Regions from separate parts of the Sus scrofa genome. Here region 1 is linked to region 2. The links are chromatin contacts, called in public promoter capture Hi-C maps. All regions are on one chromosome and are shown on one strand. Each heading gives the region's core, a stretch centred on a gene start, on an enhancer-like site or on the middle of the called end of the contact. The rest is flanking DNA. Distances are from core to core; before and after follow the strand shown. Region 1 holds the start of ZNF189 (zinc finger protein 189). Region 2 holds the start of TBC1D2 (TBC1 domain family member 2A).

Region 1 (3,309 bases), core at 55-2,554, 3.1 Mb before region 2:
ATATTTTAATCAGAGAAACAGCAGATTCTTACCCAGTGAGACCAGGTTTCCATAATTCTCCATCATGACATCTTTATACAGGCTTCTCTGAGCTGGATCCAGATAATCCCACTCCTCCTGGGTAAAAAACACAGCCACATCCTCAAATGTCAGCAACCCCTGAAATAGTATGATTTCTGTAGTCAGTTCTTGTTGTCTCAAGGACAATTCTAGCACTGAAAGTAGCAGAAGCAATCACTTATCAGGGCTGGGTAGGCTAGGAGGCACATGATAACTAAGAGTTCCAAACTGGGCTCAATTCTGGAACAGACTGAATTCTATTGCTGCATCTTTGCCTTCTGTAGTGAGGAGGCCTAGGATAAGGCTTTCTGGCTTATCAATTATTCCCCAATATTATAATTCTAGCAAACTGACCCAAGGCCTTCCCAAGTTTCCTGCACCTCATTGCCCCGCTCCAATTCTCTATTAGCACTGGCTTGAGACCCTTTTCACTTCAATTCCGTTAAGTTCTCCATGCGTCTACCTTGGGTCCAGGCATCGCAGCAGGTGCATTAGACACAGGAGAGGGTCAAAAAAGGTACCTCACCTGAAAGAACTCATAAATGAGAACACTAGTTTGGAGCACTACTCATTTTCTTTAGCTAATTTATCCAGTCGCTCTCAAAAAAGGAGCCAGTGGATAGTGTGGTCATGACCGGCACCCTGGTGCATTAAAGGGGTACTCCCTCGCACCAAGCTGGCCCTAAAGACCGCAATCTGGCGGGGGCGGGGGGGGAACACGACCGACGGTGGCGTGGCCTAGTTGGGTAATGGCGAAAGAACACGAATACCCGGAGGGGCGACCTACCTTCGGCTCTGTCGGGGGGCTCGGGGAGGCCATCTCTCCGACAGAAAATCAGGGCAGGAATCCGGGGTAGCCGCACGAAAAGGAGCCTCTAGCAAGGCCTACGCCGCCGCTGAAGATGAGGCCCGACGAAGGCGAGGCCTCCAGGCTGGATATGGCCAGGTCCTGCCTCGGTCCCCGAGCGGTCACGACCCCAGCAGCATGTCAGATGCGCTTCTTGGCCGCCCCCTAACCCCGAATGCCTCCCCTGCCTAGTTACGCAGGCCTTCCAGGCCGCGCTAGAGCCTCCTCCCGGCTGCCTGCTCCTTTTGCTTTCAGCCAAAGAGCTCTATGACCGCCCGCCCGGACCAGAAGGCGTCACCCAGAACCCTCCCGGGACTCCCCCCAACTACAACTCCCGTCAGGCTCAGAGGGAGCGCCCGGGTTCAGTCTCAGCCGCAACGGCTACCGGACTACATTTCCCGGAGTGCAAAGGGCTAGGGAGCATGGTGAGGCTTAGAGGAAAAAGGGAATGCTTGACACTAAGCTTACGCCTGATTGGCTGGTCTTGGCGCGTCACTGCCGGCGGGGGGCGGTGTTTTGTTTCGAAGTTCTCCTCGAAGATGGCGGCACGGTGGGTCTCCGGTCTTGCCAGAAGAAGCCTCACGTGTGCAGTCTCTGGGGCGCCACGCAGAGAATTTTGGTCTCCATTCAGGTAAAGCGGAAAGTGATGGTGGTTCAAGCTCACAGAAAATAAGGAGAGAAACTGAGAAGGATGAAGAGGAGAATTCGGAAGGGAGCGTCATGCTATTAAGACAGGAACCTCCTCCTGCGTCTTGCTAGGGAAGGGACGATAAAGTGCGTTAGGGTTCTGAGTTGAGAAACAAGCACCAGGTTCCGCGAGTGGTGGTCCAGTCACTTCCTTTGACCTCAGTTTACAAATCTTAGAACCGAAATACTTTCCCCTTTCCCTTTCATTTCACCCGTTAATTTATTAAGCAAGCAGTACCGACCATGCGCTCTAGGCACCTAGTGGAGTAGGATCTCAGGAAAGGAATGACTCGTTTCCGACGGTCAATTCAGAACAGGAATATGAACGTGCTTGATGAACTAAATTCGTTTGCGGCGTTTATTTCTTCACAAGCAGAACTCCTCATTGTGTTCGTTTGTTAGTTCATTGGTTCATTCAACCGATACTAGTCGCCAGCTCAGGCCCAGCATTTCTCTAAATACAGCAACAGAAACAAAGCCCCTTCTCTGAGCATAAGTACTCTGACATATGAGGAAACTGAGGGCCCACAGAGAGAAAGTTTTTTTTGCTAAATGTCAGAAAGCAACTTAATGACAGGTGGATGTGGAACCCAGGTCTCTTAACTCGTCCATCAAACTGCTTTTCCCACAGCGCCATGTGGAATTTTGTCAAGATAAATCTTTTTGACTCAGGAAGTGTTATGACATCAAAACTTAGAGGAACATCAGGGAACAATGTATGCCCTCTTAAGTTTCAGACATAAACTCTTTCAGTAAAAGGATTTTTGTTATCAGCTCATGTATTTATTAGCTTCCCCTCTTTTGGTTAATGTTTATTATTATCTTTCAAATCTCCTTTTAAGTTTGTTTTATTTACTTACTCACCAAGTTTTGCTAGAGTGTCTGCTATATGCAGTGTCTAGATGTGAGGGATACGGTTGTTAAAACAGACCAAATCTTTATTCTCATAGAATATGTCTTTTGGCGGAGGAAAAAATGAACAAATGTAGAATATAATTTCAGAAAGTGGTAAATTATGAGGAAAACTAGAACAGTATAAGGTGTACCTTGGAGCTACTGAGGTTTGTTTTCCAACAAACAAAGGGTTAGGGTTAGGTAAAGTGAATATCTCAAAGCATGTTAAAGGAATTTTTTGGTTTCCCTGTGCATTTAAAGTTATGCTTACTATCTGTAGTGTGTTAAATGTGCAATAGCATTATGTCTAAAAAAGCAATATACATACCTTAGCTTAATACTTTAATGCTTAAAAAAAATGCTACGCATCATGTGAGCCTTATGCTGGTGTGTCTTGTCTAGATGTTGGTGGCTGTTGATAGTTCAAGGCAGTGGTTGATGAAAGGTGAAGTGTCTGACAATTCTTTAAAATAAGACAAAGAATTTAGCTGCATCACTTGGCTCTTTCACAAATGATTTTTTGTAGCATGAAATGATATTTGATAGCATGTTATCCACTTCTTTCAGTATTGCAATCAATTCTCTGAAATTCTGCACCTTTTTTTTTTTTTTTTTGGCTGCCTCTCTGCACATGGAGTTCCCCGGCCAGGGATCAAATCAAAGCCATAATTAAGACTAAGCTGCACCTGCAACAGCACTGGGTTCTTAACCCACTGTGCTGGGCCAGAGATTGAACCTGTGTCTTAGTTCTCTGACCCCATTGTGTCATAGCAGAACTCCTCTGCACCTTTTTATCAACTAAGTTTATGTAGCATTCTAAA
Region 2 (3,705 bases), core at 762-3,261:
CTAATTGGTTTCATTAACGGCTGAGCCACAGAGGGAACTCCCTATGTTAGGACTTTCTTACAGAAATTTCACACCTGGAGTGGAGAGAACCACGACATCATTGACACCAGGTAACAGCAATGGTGTCCATAACACGATGGACTTTTAAATGATAAAAACCAAAAGGTTTGAGTCTTTGGAGTGTTCTATCCAGGCAAGGCTACCCTGTGCTGACCCAATAGCTCTGCAAAGACCTTGAGACACTTGCTCCTGCCAAGGCCAGGCTATTCTTGGTCAACAGTGGTGTTAAACCATGCAGTAGTCTCAAGAAGAGAAGGGATATCCATTCCTGCACTGGCAATGCTAGTCCTCATGGGCAGTGGCACAAGCCACGTAAGGGTCCCTAGAATAACCACCTTTGGAGCAGCCCACTTCACCTGCCAACACTGGTACTGAGACCTAAGCTATTGGCTAGTGCCCAGCTTTTAGCTGAAAGGAAAGACTCTACTGGAAACCAACTCATATAAGAGAGACAGGCTAAAATCTGGGACCTGGGACCCTTTGCCACAGTGCTTGCACCTGGACAGCTATCTCCTCCAGCAACCAAATATAAAGAAACCATAAGGGACTAAAAATAACTACACGCATGCAGTTGAGGCAAATTACCAACAAGATTCAAAAAGACCAAAACCTAATAGCCACTTCTGAGGAGGCAGAAGCAAAAGCAGGGCACTGTGCATGCACTCTGCACACAGCACCACCAAGGGGGCAGACCACCAGATCCCTAGACTCACCCTTATCCCCACCACCTCCTCAGGGAGCAAGCAAGGGCAGCTGTTACTTGTTTTCCTACCTCCTGCTGCAGTACCGGTGCCAATAAAGCCTTGACTAAATTTGTCTGGCCTCTCATCAATTTGTATTAACGAGGTCAAAAACCCTTGTCAGTAACAGAAGGGTACACCTGAACTAAATTTGGACTTTTATTTCTTTCATTCCCCCGTTTGCCTAACAATAGTATAATTAATCTATCATCGGTTTGGAGAATGTTATTTCTCTATTATCATATTAAGAGACATTTTTAGATATGCTATGGACTTACAAAATATTATTATAATTTCTGCAGTGAACCTGTGTTAAGTTAATTTTAAGAAAAGACAACCTCAGACCTTGAGTATAATTTGCCCGGAACAAAACAAGGAAGATTTTGTTAAGGATGGCAAAGAGAGAGAAGCTAAAGAAAGAGGGGCTAAGAAAGGGCTAGTGAAGAACCGTGAAGCTCCTCAAGAGGTGGTAGGAAATGGGCTCCATAGCCCAAGCGGAGGGAAGCGCCTAAAGGAGTAAAGGGGGGAAACTTAAGGACAAGAGGCAGACAGACTGAGGACAGAAGTTGAGAAAGTTAGTAAAGACACATTTGATTCCACAATTTACTGTGCCCAAACCCGTCCCAAGCACTGGGTTCCAGCAAGGGCAGAAGCCGGGCCGGGCGCCCATATAACTCGAGTAGCTCAGGAAAGAGGCGAGCGGGAACTGGGACCGAGGAAGGAGAGGCCGCCACGGTCAGGGGAGAACCACAGGGTCGCTTAACTGCTGACGGGTATATAGGCCACCAGCAGAGCCCTCTAAGCACGCGCGCTTTGAGCGGCGCCGGAAATGTCGCCACGCAGCCGGGTGTCCCCTTCAGCCAATGGACGCGCCGTGCGCCCCGCAACGGGGACCTGCGCGGCACCTGGGGAGAAAAGGCGGGAGGCCCGTAAAGCTGGAGAAGGGACTGTCCCTCTACGTTATTACGCGTGTTACCAGAACAAGGTATTTGTGGAGGGCGTCTCCTCCAGCCTCTCTTCCGCTGGTTAACCAAATTCAGGGACACCACGCCTTCAATCCGAGGACCGCCCCACGCTCGCGGCTGCCCTCAGTAAATATGGCGGAGAGGAGCGAAGAAAAGTCGGAAGTTAGCAGTGTGGGAGGAGCCGGCAGGGGGCGTGTCGAGGCCTGTCCTAGATACGGAGGGGTCCGGATGGGCGTGGCCACCCTCAGGTACTGGGTTTTAGATCAATGAAGTGCACGCAACGCAGGGAGCTGCGTCCCTCCGTCGTCTCTTGGAGGCGGGTCACTAAAGGCCCCGCCCTCGTCCAGTTATCTCCGTCTTGAAGGTATCCCCTGAATCTCCGAGATTTGGCCGGAGTTGGGCAGTGGACATCCAGCTCCTCCGCAGTCCCTAGTGGCGATGGAGGACGCCCAGGAGAACCCCGCGGAGTCTAGCTCCTCTGCCCCCGTGTCCGAAGAGCCTGCCAGCTTGGCCAGGGGCTCCCAGGTGTTGCCTCCAGAGGAATCGACGGTCTGCACCCGACCTCTGGAGGCGGCCCCCAAGAAACTTTGTGGATATTTAAGCAAGTTGGGAGGCAAAAGGCCCATCCGGGGTTGGAAATCCCGCTGGTTTTTCTACGACGAGAGAAAATGTCACCTGTATTATTCGCGGACCGCACAGGATGCAAACCCCTTGGACAGCATCGACCTCTCCTGTGCGGTATTTGACTGCAAGGCGGACGCCGAGGAGGGGACTTTCGAAATCAAGACCCCCAGCCGGACTATTACCTTGAAGGTAAATGATGCAATTTTCTCCTTTTCAGCACAGCGGGGTGCAAGTGAGTGGTCACAATAAACTTACTGTAACTATAATCACCGACCCCAAACACCCCTGTGAACCCTGGGTTCACAGGGTCTTGTGCTTTACAAAGGGCATTCACACTCATTTCCTCATTGTGTTCCCATAACAAAGGCCCACATGATATACGCATATTACGGATCAAGTAATTGAGTCATAGGAGTTCCCGTTGTGGCGCAGTGGTTAACAAATCCGACTGGGAACCATGAGGTTGCGGGTTCAATCCTTGGCCTTGCTCAGGGGGTTGAGGATCCAGCGTTGCGTGAGCTGTGGTGTAGGTCGCAGACGCGGCTCGGATCCGGCGTTGCTGTGCCTCTGGTGTAGGCGGGTGGCTACAGCTCCTTATTAGACCCCTATCCTGGGGACCTCCATATGCCGCGGGAGCGGCCCTAGAAAAGGCAAAAAGACAAAAAAAAAAAAAAAAAAAAAAAAAAATTGAGTCATAAAGAGATGAAGTGACTGGTCCAAGGTCACACAACTAAAAAGTGGTGTAGCCCACACTTGGAATCCCGTGGGTTTTCTACCTCTCAGCACTTGATCAAAACTTTTACTTTTGGGTGTGGCTAATAATGCAGTTGCCTTAACTTTTTTACTTCGGGTTGAAGTATAATCAAGATATGAGCTTTGCTGCCCTCTCTCAAGGCATGACTTCTGAATCACGTTTCTTTTTATTTCTTAACTTTTAAAAAAGTTTTCTTTTTAATTTTAATGCCCCCCCCCCCACATATGGAAGTTCCCCATCCAGGGATCCAATCCATCATAGTCACACTGTGAATTACACCTCGCTGCAGCTGCCCGGGTGCCAGAACCTTTAACCTACTGCACCAGGCTGAGAATCAAGCCCACACCTCCTCAGCGACCTCGGATTCTTAACCCACTGTGCCACAGCAGAAACTTCTGAATAACGTTTCTTTTTTCTTTACTTTTTTTTCTTTTTATGGCCATACCTTCAGTCACTTGTACTATTTGCAGACCGCACAGGATGCAAACCCCTTGGACAGCATGGACCCCTATGGAAGTTCTCAGGCCAGTGGTCAGTCGGAGCTGCAGCTGTGGCCTATGCC

What was found. Promoter capture Hi-C pulls out the DNA fragments that hold promoters and counts their contacts.
Region 1: a contact with region 2 is called in a promoter capture Hi-C map of liver, with 8 times the contacts expected there. The contact joins the promoter of ZNF189 here to the promoter of TBC1D2 in region 2. A contact is called at or near these places in 1 of 5 promoter capture datasets (liver) and 1 of 47 Hi-C or Micro-C datasets (heart right ventricle).

The regions. Positions count from the first base shown.
Region 1 is chr1:243,104,906-243,108,214 of Sscrofa11.1, reverse strand. ZNF189 (zinc finger protein 189) reads right to left here and starts at 1,304. Exons shown (of 4, transcript XM_005652705.3): 1 at 848-1,304; 2 at 33-117. The coding sequence starts at 880. It overlaps MRPL50 (39S ribosomal protein L50, mitochondrial), which reads left to right and starts at 1,384. Exons shown (of 2, transcript XM_003122043.4): 1 at 1,384-1,538. The coding sequence starts at 1,447.
Region 2 is chr1:240,048,233-240,051,937 of Sscrofa11.1, reverse strand. It overlaps TBC1D2 (TBC1 domain family member 2A), which reads left to right and starts at 2,011. Exons shown (of 16, transcript XM_021066519.1): 1 at 2,011-2,578. The coding sequence starts at 2,204.